2 separate regions of the Zea mays genome follow, and region 2 is linked to region 1. The links are chromatin contacts, called in public Hi-C maps. All regions are on one chromosome and are shown on one strand. Each heading gives the region's core, a stretch centred on a gene start, on an enhancer-like site or on the middle of the called end of the contact. The rest is flanking DNA. Distances are from core to core; before and after follow the strand shown. Region 1 holds the start of LOC103642662 (disease resistance protein Pik-2-like). Region 2 holds the start of LOC109942872 (disease resistance protein Pik-1).

Region 1 (7,362 bases), core at 3,535-6,034:
GTGCGCGTAGGCTAATCGCGCACTGCGATGGCAGATGATGAAGAAATTGCTCACCATCACATATCGTCGTCGCAGATCCATGTCAATGCATGGGCAGCCTAGTCTTCGCCTTCATCACCGGTGAGCGTTTGCCTCCTTCTCCTATTTGTTTTAGGCCCAAATATGTTCGAGATGACGCTCCGGCGGGCTTGGTTGCACGTGCGCCGGCGATGCTCCACCGTGGGGCACTCGCGCCACCGTGGCCTGGGTGTCTCTAGGAAAGGGAAAGTGTGGGAGCCGTCGGTTTCTCGATGAATGATCTAGATTAGAGCATGCGTACCCCTTCGCGTGATTCAATCCGAATCGTCGGATCGCGATCGGGCGGATCCGAGTCAATCTTAGATTATTTAATCTCGGTCGTTAATCAGTCATTTAGCGGTTGAAGGAAGATATTGGTTCACGTTTAAGTCTCAGCCGTAAATTTAGGATCCGAGGGCCTAGAGTGCGTACCGATTCATAAAGTTGTAGGATTTAATCTGGGCCGTCCACTTCATATCCTGCAGCACAGAATAGCTCATACCTCTTCGACCGAATAATTTTGCAAAAGAGACCCCGACTTTCTAAGAAGCCAACCCACCGTCCAAGCTTGCAGTGATAATTTCACTAGCGGTTCTGTTACACCAACCGCCAGTGGAAATAGGTTTCCACTGGCGGTTCCCAAGCCGGGCCCACCTGGTTTTTTTACTGGCGCGTGGTAACTGAAACCGCTAGTGATAATTTATGGGTGCCGCAGGCTTTGAGCTCTTTTCTACTAGTGAAGACTGTGTGAAGAGTGTTGCAGATTGGTCCCGGACTTTTTAGATTGAACCCTATTCTTCCTAGGAATAGTACCTGCAGTCCAGTTGACCTATTGTTTAAACTTTGAAATTGAATTTCTAGTGTAAAAATAATCCTAGTAACCTAGTAAATCCATAACTTCTTGGTTTTAACTCTGTTTTAATCCGTTCAAGTTGCATTAGCTCCGTAATAAAATTTCTCCCTCAGTAACAACATGTCTTTATCATATCATACATTTTTATAATTAGAAATTTATTTACCCAATGTTTAATAGATTAAATCTTGCTAATCAAAGTTAATCCATCTATGATTATAATCTAACTGAAATATAATCTATAATCAAGTCATAACTTGGATTAAATTTGAATTAGTTATTTCTTCAATATCTTTTCTCATATGATTTTCATTAATCAACATAGAATATGATTTTTATTATCTAATCACGAAATTCTTCTGAAAACCATATCTTCTTAACCGTAATTTCGATTTTAGTGATTCTCGAACCGACGATCTCGTAGCGACACATAGAAATTCTTACACTGTTTGATTACCTATTTGGTGTAATGTTATTTTTTGTACCTCTTGTCTATTTATATGTATTGCTACGATAGAAGAGAGGTTGCGAGACACTTGAAGACCAACTTGGGGAATTACCTAGAGTTGCGCCAAAAAGATATGTTGTGCCCTTGATCACTCTTCTTTACCTAATAATGTTCTCTGTTAATCACTGTGACATTCTTAGGTTAATTTGATGGGACATAATAGATTTCCCTAGTTTTGTTTACCCACACCTTGCAAACAAATAAACTATTGGGTAGACTCACTATTGCTCTACCTGGTTTTGGAATTAATGTTATATCGAATTATGATCATGTTCCATTAATATTGCTGGTTTAATTATTGTTCACGTTAAGATTATTATATTAAATGGAACATGGAGCGACCATCCGGGAAAACAGTGCTACCACAAGGGTGGAATGGGACGCCCTTGGCTGAATAATTAGGAAAGCTAGTGTGAGTTAATCCGTTCCGGAAAGGGGCAAGCGGGGTGGACTTGTGCAGGTGTAGGGAGGTCCTCGGGTCGGACTATCTTTTTAGCTTTCCAAACGAGGGATTCCTACTTCGCCTTTAGCCTGAAATTCGTAGCGGGTTCTCTCCTCTAGTGAAACTTTATAAAGGCCTCGCAGTGGATCCCTAGCCATTCACCTTGGAAGTGTCTTAGGGTCTACCTAACCCTAGCTAAATGAGAAACACGTCTTGTAGGTAAAGATGTGCAACCTCTTCAGAGTGTAAAACTAGTATATCAGCCTGCTCACGGTCATGAGCGGCTCAGACCTTCACATGATTAACTTATGGAATTAAACTTAATCTATCATTTGCATTGCATTATGGGATTATTATTAATTGTGATATCTTATTTAATAGGGTTGGTATCTATTTATACTTAGTAACTGCTAATAAAACTTTGACCAACTTTAAAAACAATGCTCAGCTTTAACCATCTTCTTTGGTAAGCCTTACACTTCACATGAGCCCCCACCGTAAGTGAGCTCATGGACATTATTCTCCACAACTTATTGAGCGATGAACGTATGTGAGCTCACCCTTGTTGTACTCACATCCCCCAGGTCAAGGATAAGTACCGCAAGATGAGGAGCATGAAGGAGGTCGCGATGAGTTCGTGAGAGGTCTAGGTTGTCGTCTACGAGTCAACTATGGTTGCGGAGGATCGTTGTCTTTGTATGATGTAATTATTTAGCAATTTTGTACAGAACTCTAATTATATAGTAAAGATGTGACATTTGTTTCTATATCATGAGTCATCATATGTGTGAGACTTGATCCTAGCACACATTTGAGACGTACCTGGATTTGCCCTTAAATCCGGGTGTGACAATGCACCTTGTTGCTATGAGTACACTATTAATTATATTAAGCCTTGGGCCAGGATATCACCATCCACCGGGGCTAGGATATCACAATTTCAATCGAAGCAAAAACTGTTTTTCTAGTTATTCCTTCATGACAGGCTCAACACGATGGATGTGCTCAAAAGACGGAACATGGAGTTGGAATCGTACACATGCGAAAATTGCATTCTACAAAGGCTTGAAACTTGGTCTCACTTGTTCCTGAGATATGATGCAACTTTGCACGGAGATGTTGGCAGATCGATGGAATTACTCCCCAAGTTTGAATAACCCACATCTGGTAGTAACCAAAATTACTGTAGAGCTACGAATGCCGTGGTCTACGGAGATTGTTATAACCATGATGTGGTGCATTTGGAAGTGCCGAAATGGGTGGATCTTCAATGAAATCCCTCGACGATCATGTGGTGCATGGGCATGTTCGTTGATGACATGATCCTTAATTCCTATAGGATGAAAAAGTAGCTAGCCGACTCTGTTAAAGCTTGCGTGTGTTGTCCTTGTCCATGGGCAGCACAAATAACGTGGTGGTCGTCGGCACACGGCACGCGTAGTATGATACTAGTATTAGCTAGTAATAAAGAAATGCATGGAATAAACCAATGAATAGAAGGAAAACAAAGTAGTATGTAGTACCTCTTCCCTTTGAGGTGCTCCATTACAGCTTTGCTGGTGTCATTTTTCTTAGAGCTTCCAGCAGTGCCTCCTCCATGCGTGTGGCCTGTGCGGTGGTTCAAAGCTCGGTTCAATAATTTGCAAGCAATGGATGCTGATGCTGTCCTGTTGGTCTTGGTCTTCTCAGAGATGGTTGCAGCAGTGCCGCCGTCTTGATGCATGTAATCTGGGTTGATTTGCTTGAGGATCTCACGGAGGACGGCTTCTATGTCGTAGTTCTGGGACACAGTGACCCACGCCCGGCAGTCAAAATCCTTCATGACTTTCTTGTACAGTGCCATGGCAACGGTGGTCTTCCCCACGCCCCCAAATCCTACAATGGACGCGACAGCTCGCTGGCCGCCTGCGCCCTGCTCGTCGTGCTTCACCCACCTCTCAAGATCCGCCATGACGTGCCCCATCCCTACGGGTTCCTTAATGGTGAGATCTCGCCTTGCGAGCTGGTCCTCAGCAATGTTCTCCGGGGGGGCGTCAGCAGGCATGCTTCCGCTGCTGTCCGGTTCCTTCACTCCATATCTTACGCGTCGTTCGGCAATCAGTTGCGCCCGGACCTTGAGCTCAGCAATGTTGCAAGCGATCTCACGGCGAGGCCAGCACGTCGTGAGGTCATAGATCAGTGTAGCCATCCACCTGGGCCAGCATTTGGTGTTCAGCAAGTTGGATGAATCCTTGGGGAGGCGGTGGGCGAAGTCATCTATGCAGTCCTCGCAGTCGTAGGCCATCTCACGGATCTGCTTCATCCAGTCCTTCCTCCGGTTGTCTTGGTTGTCCCGAGCAAGGTCGAGAAGGAAAGCCTTCATGCTGGCGAGCTCGTCGTTGATGTACTGGATGTCACCGCGGACGCCCCTGAGCATAGCATACTCCTGGGCGAGAAGGTTGCCCAGCTTGCCCAGGAGAGTGTTCATGGTGGATTCCGAAGCACCTACCACCAGCTCCATCTAGCTATAGCTAGCTACCAGCAGCAGATCGACCTACAGCCAATAAGAGAAATAAATCCACAAATTAAATATATACTAACATGAATGATTTTCATTTCCTAAAGACAACAGAGAGTGTGCACAACTTGATACTTCTTGTGAACATCAGTACAAAATAAATAAATAAATAAAACTATCAAACCGACGAATGACGATGCTCGATCAGGTTTTTAAGTTTGTACCTTGGAGTCACTTTTCACGGGCCGGCAAGCGCATAGACGATTTAATTTGCTCCCCAAGATGCATGAACTGCCTTGGCCACCAATCCAAATATGCACCTGAGGTTTGAAGAAAAGCACAAAAGGGAGGGGGCGAAGATAGTGTAGTGCCCTTGGGCGGAGCGAGAGCAGGCAGGAGGTGCAGTGGGACTTAGTTTTCTATATCAGCTTGGTATGCGGGCGGCGACACAAGCACTGCGGTACGGCAAGATTTCTCTTATCTGTCTCACATGGTGACAATGTTCTATTATTTTCGTGCTAAAGTTGCTACTAGGTTTGCAAAAAATAAATAAATATATATAGCTTTGACTGTTTGACACAGTCACAAGCAACACTTACAGACCCAAAAGATGCCGAAATACTCACCTCATGACCAACTCATTAGCTCCAGTCATTATTTATATAGACAGGCCGGGCAGTCTTTTTTTTCTGCTGTGCACGTCGTGGAGAAGAAGGGCGAAAATACAGATAGATAATAGGTTATTATCCTAGTTATTTTTACTTGAATCCGGGTCGGATATATATCTCTACTACTCTATATGTCTCTATCGTGGGCGTCCACAGGCTTCACCATGCCACCGCCAGAGACCACGCCTTCGCTCGCGATGCCCTTGCCCTGCTCGCGTCCGCCGCCACGGCCGCCGCGTCATCCCCGCCTTCCCCCCGCCCATCCCCTCCGGTCATCCCGCCTCCCCCACGCCGCACACACCCCGCCTAGGTCATACGCGCCACACTCGTCCAAGATCCGCTGCAACAGACGATGTCTCCCCCGCGATACCACGCCCCCGCCTCGGCGCACCCCCTCGCCCCCGTCTTCGGAGAGGTCGTGACCCTGCCTCCATCCTCAGCGCCGCCACCTCGCCCCCATCCTCGGAGTCGGCGTCTCCCCCCACCCCGTCCTCGGAGCAGCATACACCATCTCGTGTCCTCGCTCGATGGCAACGAGGAGGAGGACGGATCCGCGAGCACCCCCGAGATCTGCTGCTTCCACTCCCACGCAGCTCTTGCTCGCGAGATTTGTGTGCGGGTTGATGGCCTCCTCGGTGATATCTCGCCATCCGCGCTCTGCTCCGTCGGCGGCGTGCCCCCGCTTGCCCTCGCGTGCGCGCTCTCTCCCCTCATGCGCATGGAACTAGGCCATGCCCCCACGGCCCCGCCAGGCCCCCCGCTCGCGCGCGCATGGAACCAGGCCATGCCACCGCCTACCCCTGCTCGCGCGCATGGAACCACCCATCCCCTGTCGTCGACGCCCACACAGCGCATCAGCAAACCTCTTCGCCACGAAGCATGGGACGTGGCCAGCGCCGCACTCGCGCTCGAACTCGGCGACAAAGTCAGTCGCCTCGGCAGCTGACGGTGGCAGCTCTAGCATGCGGTTGGCGCTGTCAGCCTGCCCTGCGAGGTCGAGGAGGGAGAGGGAGCGGGACATCATGCCCCTGGCAACCCAGGCACCAAGGCGGAAGGTGCCGGCGAGGAGGTCCTTCTCCCTCACTTTTTTATTTTTTGCATTAGATTAGACCCTTTTCTTAGGAAGTTGTATCTGCTAGAACAACTATAAATTGACATGTTGTCAAAGTCTTTGCTTCCCGTGAAAATGCATACTCTCAAGGTCTGTGTCGACACCGTGACCCGTTCAGATTCTACGTACTCCAACATCAGTCATTTGGCCCTCCTGTGATTTGGAGCTCAGTGTCCTATTAATATCACGTGCAGAGACCTTCCCTTATGGAGTCTGATAGTTGCAGATCTCGAATCTCAGACAGGCATTGCCCAACGCAGGTGTACCAACTCCTCTACTTCACTGAACCTGTTCATCTGTAAGCCTTCCACTTGCTTTGTGAGGTCCTCATTTGTATGCCTCAAAACAGTGGCGGACTGAATTATTCTTTCTTTTGTTTATGTGATGGTGTCACTTCATCGGTTATGTATGAATTGGTAATACACAATGGTGCTTTTATAAAAAAATGCATGTATACTTGTTCTAACTGTGCCAAGGATCTGAATGTGTGTCCCATATGCCAGAGGGCGATCTCCACATGACTGAAGCTCTAAAGAAACACCATCAGTTGAAGGGGGTGGCAGGAAGATTGTAAAACTACTTTGTCTGGTGGGTTACTTTTAGTATCTGAATGTGGGGATTTTGAAATGGGAATTTAGGTGCTATGGGATCAGGTTCCCGTTTCCCATCTTATGGTTAAGGAAACGACCGAATCTATACATGTGAGCATTAGGTGTTTGTTACACGAGTCTAAACTTCTACTGAAAGAGTTTGAGGATTTGTAGTCTTCAGTACCCTTGGAATGTTAAATCCATTAACCTATGATGAAAAAGGTAGGCCTTGGAGAGTGAATTCGGTTCTTATTTGAAACGTTCATGTTGTGTCAATACACTAATAATTTTGAATGTCAGGTTGTACTTTTTATGAAGATCCAAAATTTGTCGGACCAAAGCTTCAGCTTGCAATAGCTGGTAAGCTCTAATCATATTTCATGGTCAACATAGTTGATTCATTAACTCATTAAGTGCTAAAGAACTGACTGAATTTAGTAAAATTGTAGACCTGCATATTGTACATCTTCATGAGCGCGTTGATAAATAGTATGCAAGATCTACCTTGAGTACTCGTAGGAACTCCAAATCACAGGAGGGCCAAATGACTGATGTTGGAGTACGTAGGATCTGAACGGGTCACGATGTCGACATAGACCTTGAGAGTATGCATTTTCACGGGAAGCAAAGACTTTG
Region 2 (7,362 bases), core at 2,792-5,291, 340 kb after region 1:
CCTTGCGTACAGAGCCTTCAAGCGCCTCAGCTGCCCTATTTCCGCCGGAAGCTTCTGGACCATCGTGTCGCTCACGTCAAGAATCTCCAATTGCTGCAGCGCCCCAATCTCACCTGGTACACACAGGATTCCTGTGCTGCTTACATCCAGAGTCCTTAGAAGCTGCAGCCTCCCAATTTGCTTTGGGAGCATGGTGATCGGTGACCCACTGAGACTGAGGCATCTCAGCCACACCAGCCCGCATATATCCACCAGATCAGCGTTCCTGGAGCTGCAGTGAAGGTGCAGCACCCGCAGCCGTTCAAACTCGTTGAAAGGGACCCTCCATGAGCGGTCGAAAACATACAGGGAGCGAGTATTATTATTCGAGACGACGTCGACGTGTGGCAGTGTTGAAGTACCCCCCGCCGGCCCGTTCTTCTGGGCAGAGATGATAGATAGCCGATGATGCACCCGTCGTCCGGCGCCATTCCGACGACGACCGCAACCCAAATAGTAAAATGTTTCTTGTGATCTACACCTAAGGAAATAAAGCATCATGGCGTCGATCTGAAACTTTGGAGACGGCACAAGAGCAGAAGAGCACCGCCGAATCAACCCCATTTTGAAAAGCTGGTCAACGTAGCTTCGAGCTTCCTCCTCCTCATAGACAAACCCTTCAGCGATCCACATCCTGGCAAGGCCATCTCTGTCCAAGATGTGCTGGGGAGGATACATGCTGCAATGCAGCAGGCAAGTCTTCAGATGCAGCGGAAGGCCATGGTACCCGAGGCTCAAGCTCTCTACCAATGGCCTCAAGCAAGGAATATTTGTCAATCTTTCAACTGCCTCCTCTGGTGTCAGCTGCGCGCGCGCGACTGCCAACGACATACAAATTACTGCCAACGGCATGCCACCGGACATTTTTGCTATAGAAGCAGACCAAGAGTTATGCAGTTCCGATGTTGCACGCACGCTGCCATCCTCAAATATCCTCCTCGACAAAGCTGCGGCGGCATCCATAGAAAGGCCAGCCATTTCGTAGAGACACGCATCACTCTCCATCATAAATTTCATGGCTACTGCTTCAACACGAGTGCAAGTTATTATCCTACTTCCCAGATTATTCTTCGGAAGGGATTTCCTTATGATTTCCCATTGCTCCCAGTGCCACACATCATCTACTACGACGAGGTACCTGAAATATATATAAGAAGAATGGATCAGAGTTATACATACATACATACATACATACATTGTAGATAGACATACTATTTATATGTACTAATATGGCTATATTATCAAAATATATTAAAAATAGGGGCTCTTTTGTAGTTTTCACATATATCTCACCTTAAAGCTATCTCTAGCAGATACTACTGGACTTGCCTTCTTTGCCTAGTGTCCCACACACTCGGCAAAACCTTTGACAAGTGTTACAATCGGAAAAAAAAACACTCGACAAAAAACATTTTTTCTAGTGTTGGAAAAAGGCACTTGACAAAAAAGCTCTTTGCCGAGTGTCGAAAAGAATACACTCGGCAAAGAAACGTTTTCATTTAGTGACCACACACCTCAACCCGATCCATGAGGCAGCACGGAGATTTTGCCCCCGGCCTCCGAGGGTCGGAAAGGGTTTCCTTGTCTCTATTCTCGCTAAGCCACCGCCTCCCCGTCTCCCTGTCGAATCCATCGCCTCCCACCGCCTCCTCCCTTTCACTCGCGCACCCACCGTCGCTCGGCCCCTCCTCTTCCTTGCGTAGAGCACCACAGCCCCTACTCTTCCTCGCGCCCGGCGGCTTCCTCAGCTCATGAACGGTGGCTTCCTCCTCTTCGCACCAAGCATCGAAGTTCCCTCCTCTTCCTTGCGGACGACAGCCTCTTCAGCTCACGCGCGGCAACCTCATCTTCCTCACGCAGAGCACCAAAGCCCCTCCTCTTCCTCACGCACTGCTTCTTATGAGTATTTTTTTTCATTCTTGGTAAGATTCATTAGATTTTCCTCTCTCTCTCCCCTCTCGTGGTTTTTGAGTGAGAGCTGATCGATCTGTTCTTGGGCCTTGTTCGCTTGTTATTACATTGCCAGACGACATATAAAAAAGTTGATTCTTGGCAAGATTCAACCTAAATGTGCATACACCTTAAAAAAGATACTTCCTTGGGATTTTTTATATGACGCCAATCAACACAAAATTACATTGCCGGACGACATATAAAAAAGAATGGAGATAGTAGGTAGTAAGCTACATTATTGCATTATTTCTGAGACAGGATTTGAACAATAGAATACAATTTTCTCGGAAAGAAGGGAGTGCTATTATATTGGAAATTTTGTTATTAAACATTTTTGGACAACGTTTGTGCTGGCTCTTTGGAACACCCTGATCGGTAGACATGGCGCAAGATTGTATGGTTTTATTTTAATGAATTATAATGGTAACAATTTTGCACAAGTGTTTAATTTCAAAAACTTTGAGATATGAACCAAAATTAGTTGTAGGTATTATGCATATACGGTACTACTAGGTCACATTTTAATACAAAATTTCTCTAGTTTAATTTCATTGAAAAAAAACGTACAACGGTGTATATACATGCAGTTAGGTCCTGTGAGGAGGCGTGCAATGTCACGGTATTTTGAAAACTGGCTTACGATCGAACACTATATCCACAGGTGGTCAATGCAATTCAGAGGAATCAAATCTCGGGTTACCGTGCCAAAACAGCTCAGGGCCCCATGTGCCAAATTTGTTTGCATAATATCTTAACAGTACTCTCTCTCTCTCTCTTTCTCTCTCATTTCTCTCCTCCCCATACAAATATTGTATGCCTCGAAGATTGATACTCCCTTGTTTATGCTGGGATCAGGGATTGGCTATAGGACTAGAGGTGATCCAAGCTTAATTCAAGTTCAAAACTTTTGCACCTTTGGTATTACAACAAATTAGTTCCACTAAAGAAGAGTGAGAAGTTCCCACGAATATTTGTGGTCTGCTAGTTTATTTTTAAACTAAAAAAACAACAAATAAAAAGAACAGACACGTAACTCACAAGTGTACCATGCATGAATAATTGATTGCGAAGCAAGAACATATGTTGGCGCGTACCTTTTGTTCACGAGTAAGTTTGATATGCTCTCGATGAGATACTGTTCCTTGGCTATATCCGTGTCCGCATGTCGTGCGACCTCAGATACAATTCTGAGAGTGTTAGGTGGAATATATAGAAAGAAAGAAACAAAGATCCATTACTGTTCCTTGGCTATATGGATGGATGTTCAGGCGGCATAGAGTATTACCTTTTGTCGTCAGCCGTTTCGTCTGACGACGTTTCATTGCTACCACCATACAGCAAATGGTGGCGGCGGCTTAGTTGACTTAGAATGGTTTTCAGCATCTGCACCATGGTTGCGCTAGGGGAGACCGACACGAACGCACGGCATTTGAGTCCGTCGTCTCCTATCGACATCGCCTGGTACGCCAAGTCAGCAAGAGTTGTCTTGCCCATCCCTGCAGAACCATGGATGCACACCACCTCGTGCTCTTGGAGCAACTTGGTAACCTCAGCCTTCTTCTCCTCCATCGTCCCCACAAGCTCGGACGCATCCTTGTGAAAGAAGCGAGATCGATGGTCAACTAGCAGGGCTGTCGCCGAAGACAGCTCGCCAATGGCCCTGCAGCACTCCTTATAGCCGCTCTGGCTATCCAGCATCAGGCCCTTGACCTTTGCCTTGATCCTCTCGAGGAGGCTCTTGGTAGCTGATGATGAACCACCACCATGATGCTCCAAGCCGAGCTCGAAGCCGTCGATGTCGTCCTGGATGTCGTAGGACACCTTCCGTGCCTCCGCCATCCAATCTTCGCATGCTGCCTCAAGATCCTGCCTCTCCCATATCCTGAGGAGGAGCGACTGCACGCGCTCCAGCTGGGACATGATGGAATCCTCCACGTCGTCCCCATCCTGATCAGGGGTCAGCAAGGCCGTGAGCTTCGCCAGGACGGGCCCAAAGGCACCCGTGGCTTCGGTCACCACAGCTCCGGCGGCGGCCTTCATACCGTTCATTCTCACTAGCTAGCTCTGATGTAGCTGGGTGGGTGTTGTGGTGTTGGTGATAGTAGCAGTAGTAGTAGGTCTTTTCTATATATTGCCTACTGGCTGGACCCACAGGTACTAGGTATTGTGGTGGTGGTAATAGTAGCAGCGTCTTGTTTGGTTAATAATCCCGTCCCCTGCCTATTGAGTATTGGAAGAAGAAATTGAAAAGGATTTTAACTTGCAAATGATTTAACGGCTTCAACTGCGCTTCAAACTGACCGATGCCATATATAAATATAACGTATGGTTAATAATAAATCACTCTCAATATCTTTGATTCCACTAATATCTAGAGCCTAGTGTTTTGGGCTCTGGACAACTCTCGCAGATTCACTGCGAAATCCCTTTACAGATTTAGGACCGATGGTGGTGTCAAAACCCCCATGTATAAAAATTTGGAATTGCAAGGTGCTTTTGAAGATCAAGGTTTTTCTTTGGCAAATTTACAATGAGAAAATCCAAGCGGCCGTAGTGCTAGAAAAAAAAGGTAGAAGGATAGAACGTTGTGTTCTCTGTATGGGGACAAAGAGACAGTTGATCACATCTTTATTCACTGTGTCCTTCCGAAATATGTTTGGGGAAGAATGAAAAATATTGATGGTTGGGACCGTGTCCCCAGGTCTATAGCTAGTCTGTTTAGCAATTGGGGAGTGGGATCCTGCCATGCTGCTTGTTCTTTCCATCTCTTTATTGTTGCCGGGCTGGTTTGGTCCCTTTGGTGTAACAGAAATAAGATGGCGATTATGAAAGAATTCCCTAACAATACGACAGCGATCATATATGAGACCATGTCTTTCTTGCAGAGCTGGAGCGTGCTACTCAAGACAAGGGAACAGGCGATGTTGGAAGATATACTGGGGAACATCATTCGGTTGAGGAAAATTGCAGTGACATTGGAGTGATCTGAAGTGGAAGATGTCCCTTCTTTTTATCCCAGGCGTGGAGTTGGTGCTGCTGATATGGATGTCATATGAGGGTTCTTTTTTGTTGTGCTTAGCTTGTTTCTAGCTCTGTTAGGTTGTTTAATCGAGTGAAGCTTTCTGGTTGATGATATTTGAACTTTGTCAGGTTGATGCTATCAACGTGGAGCTTTGGTGAGTTAGTCTTTAGTTTAGTGGAGGGACCGTTTTTTTTTGTGGTCATGGGGCGTCAGTGTGGAGCTTCCCTGGTTAACTGGTATTCCCAGTTCAACGTTGTGGGGTGTGCTCTATGTAGCTACCTCTGTTATTGCTTTCTTAAAAGCTGAGTAAAACCTCCTTCAAAAAAATATCTAGAGCCTAGTACTCATAGAGGCGGGATTGGTTGCTAAGCCTACCTACATAGGATTTACTACCCGTAAATTACAACGGTATATAAAATATTCGATAAAATTTTAGTGCACAATGATTATATCGAAGGACCGGTAAGGCGATCAGAGTGAGAGTGAACGGGAGTCAATCCAATTTTGCTACTAAATACTGAAAATGAGCATTTCAATTGAGATGAATTAAGCGCTCAATCCGTTCTGTGGCCAGACTGCTGAAGGGCGTGTTCCTGGAAATGATATGCTGCCGCCAGTCCTCACAGGAAGTCGTGGCATTTCTGGTGGACGATGAGAGGTGACAAACCAACCAGCAAGTGCTGATGGTGATGGCCAGAACCTAGAGCAACGTAATTCCTCGAATACTAGCAACGCTAAGCACGAGGGTCCTATGATTCACTACCGGAATCAATCGCTTCGCCGAGTGCCTGAAGCACTCGGCGAAGCCTTAAAAACACTCGGCAAAGGCTTTGCCGAGTGTAACACTCGGCAAAGAAGGCTCGGCAAACAGTGCATCGGCAAAGACTTCTTTGCCGAGTACTTTTTCTCGGGCACTCGGCAAATTTCTTTGCCGAGTGCCAGGGAGCACTCGGCAATGAAAAGCGACCGTTACGGCGCCGGGTGACGGAGACGGCGGCTTTGCCGAGTGTCAACGTGACACTCGGCAACGAAGATATCTGTGCCGAGTGCCTTCCTGGCAGCACTCGGCAAAGCCGCCTTCTTTGCCGAGTGCCAGTTGGGACACTCGGCAAAGAGACCGCCAGGGAGGGTCCCCATGTCAGGCTCTTTGCCGAGTGTCCCAAGTGGCACTCGGCAAAGCCGACCTCTTTGCCGAGTGCCAGAGACATAACACTCGGCAAAGACCCTAAGCCGGTGCCTAGGTCTGTGCTCTTTGCCGAGTGTTACACTCGGCAAAGTGACCAGTATATACCTTTTTTATTTGTTTTTTGTTTTCCATCCACACAAACAGAAGATATCACATATATATCACATATATACATCACAGATATCATCACAGACATAAATAGCCAACACAAACATAAAACCGTCACCACAAACATAAATATCCATCACAAACATAAGTGTTCAACACAAGTATTAAACACAAACATAAGTCTCAAACGTCGCAAGCTCTCACATAAGTATCAAACAGAAACATAAGTATTATACATAAGTTCTGAAGTCTAAAACAATGAAAACACAACACTCATGGAGGTGGGCGGTTTGGCCGGGGCTGCGTTGGGCTGAACCCTTCCGGAGGGTTGTTGGATGCCGCCCCAGATTGGCCCTGCACAGAGAAGAGATAGCATGTGTTATACCAGATGCATTACAAACATCTAACTACAATTTTGATACTCACAGGAGTGTGGAAGAGAGTAGGGTCAACTGGGGGGAACAATGGAGGTGGCGGAGCGATGCCCTGTGCGGCGCCAAGGCTCTGCATGTACTGGAACATCTCCGCCATCCTCTGATCAGCCGCCGCCCGCTCCGCCATTATCCTCGCCTCCATCTCTTGACGTTCCCTCCTCTCTTCTTCTAGTTGGGTCTGTAATATTACAAGCCAACGTTATAGTAACTCAAAGACTAGGTATATAACTAAAGGAAGGACGAGTTACAGAAGCACTAACCTCGAGTTGCTGTATGCGATGTTGTGAGCTGTCGTGCCGAGGTCGAATGGCTGGGCTCGAGCCCGTGCTCCTTGCTCTCACCTGAGACAGAGTGGGAGTGGAGGACGAGTCGATTGCCCCGTCGGCAATCCAGTACCGCCCATGTCTCTTGCCTCCTCCGACCCTCATCAGCACATCGGGGTCGATAGGCTCGGTGCTCGGATCATAGTCTGGGTCATGGACCTCCTGCGCCATGGTGGTGTAGTCATGGAGGCGGCTGTAGACGACGGGGTTGGTGTAGGCCTCGGGCCCGTCATCCGGGTTGTAGGTGACGTCGGACGTCGCCTTACCCTTATGGGCCATAGCATAGGCCGAGAAGGT

Evidence for each region. Hi-C and Micro-C count contacts between places; a contact is called where the count stands out from the background.
Region 2: a contact with region 1 is called in a Hi-C map of leaf, with 2.8 times the contacts expected there. The contact joins the promoter of LOC109942872 here to the promoter of LOC103642662 in region 1. A contact is called at or near these places in 3 of 25 Hi-C or Micro-C datasets (ear, leaf and root tip).

What each region holds. Positions count from the first base shown.
Region 1 is chr10:99,466,984-99,474,345 of Zm-B73-REFERENCE-NAM-5.0, forward strand. LOC103642662 (disease resistance protein Pik-2-like) reads right to left here and starts at 4,785. Exons shown (of 4, transcript XM_035963450.1): 1 at 4,582-4,785; 2 at 3,384-4,393. The coding sequence starts at 4,360.
Region 2 is chr10:99,809,605-99,816,966 of Zm-B73-REFERENCE-NAM-5.0, forward strand. It overlaps LOC109942872 (disease resistance protein Pik-1), which reads right to left and starts at 4,042. Exons shown (of 4, transcript XM_035963451.1): 1 at 3,087-4,042; 2 at 1-1,177. The coding sequence starts at 1,056.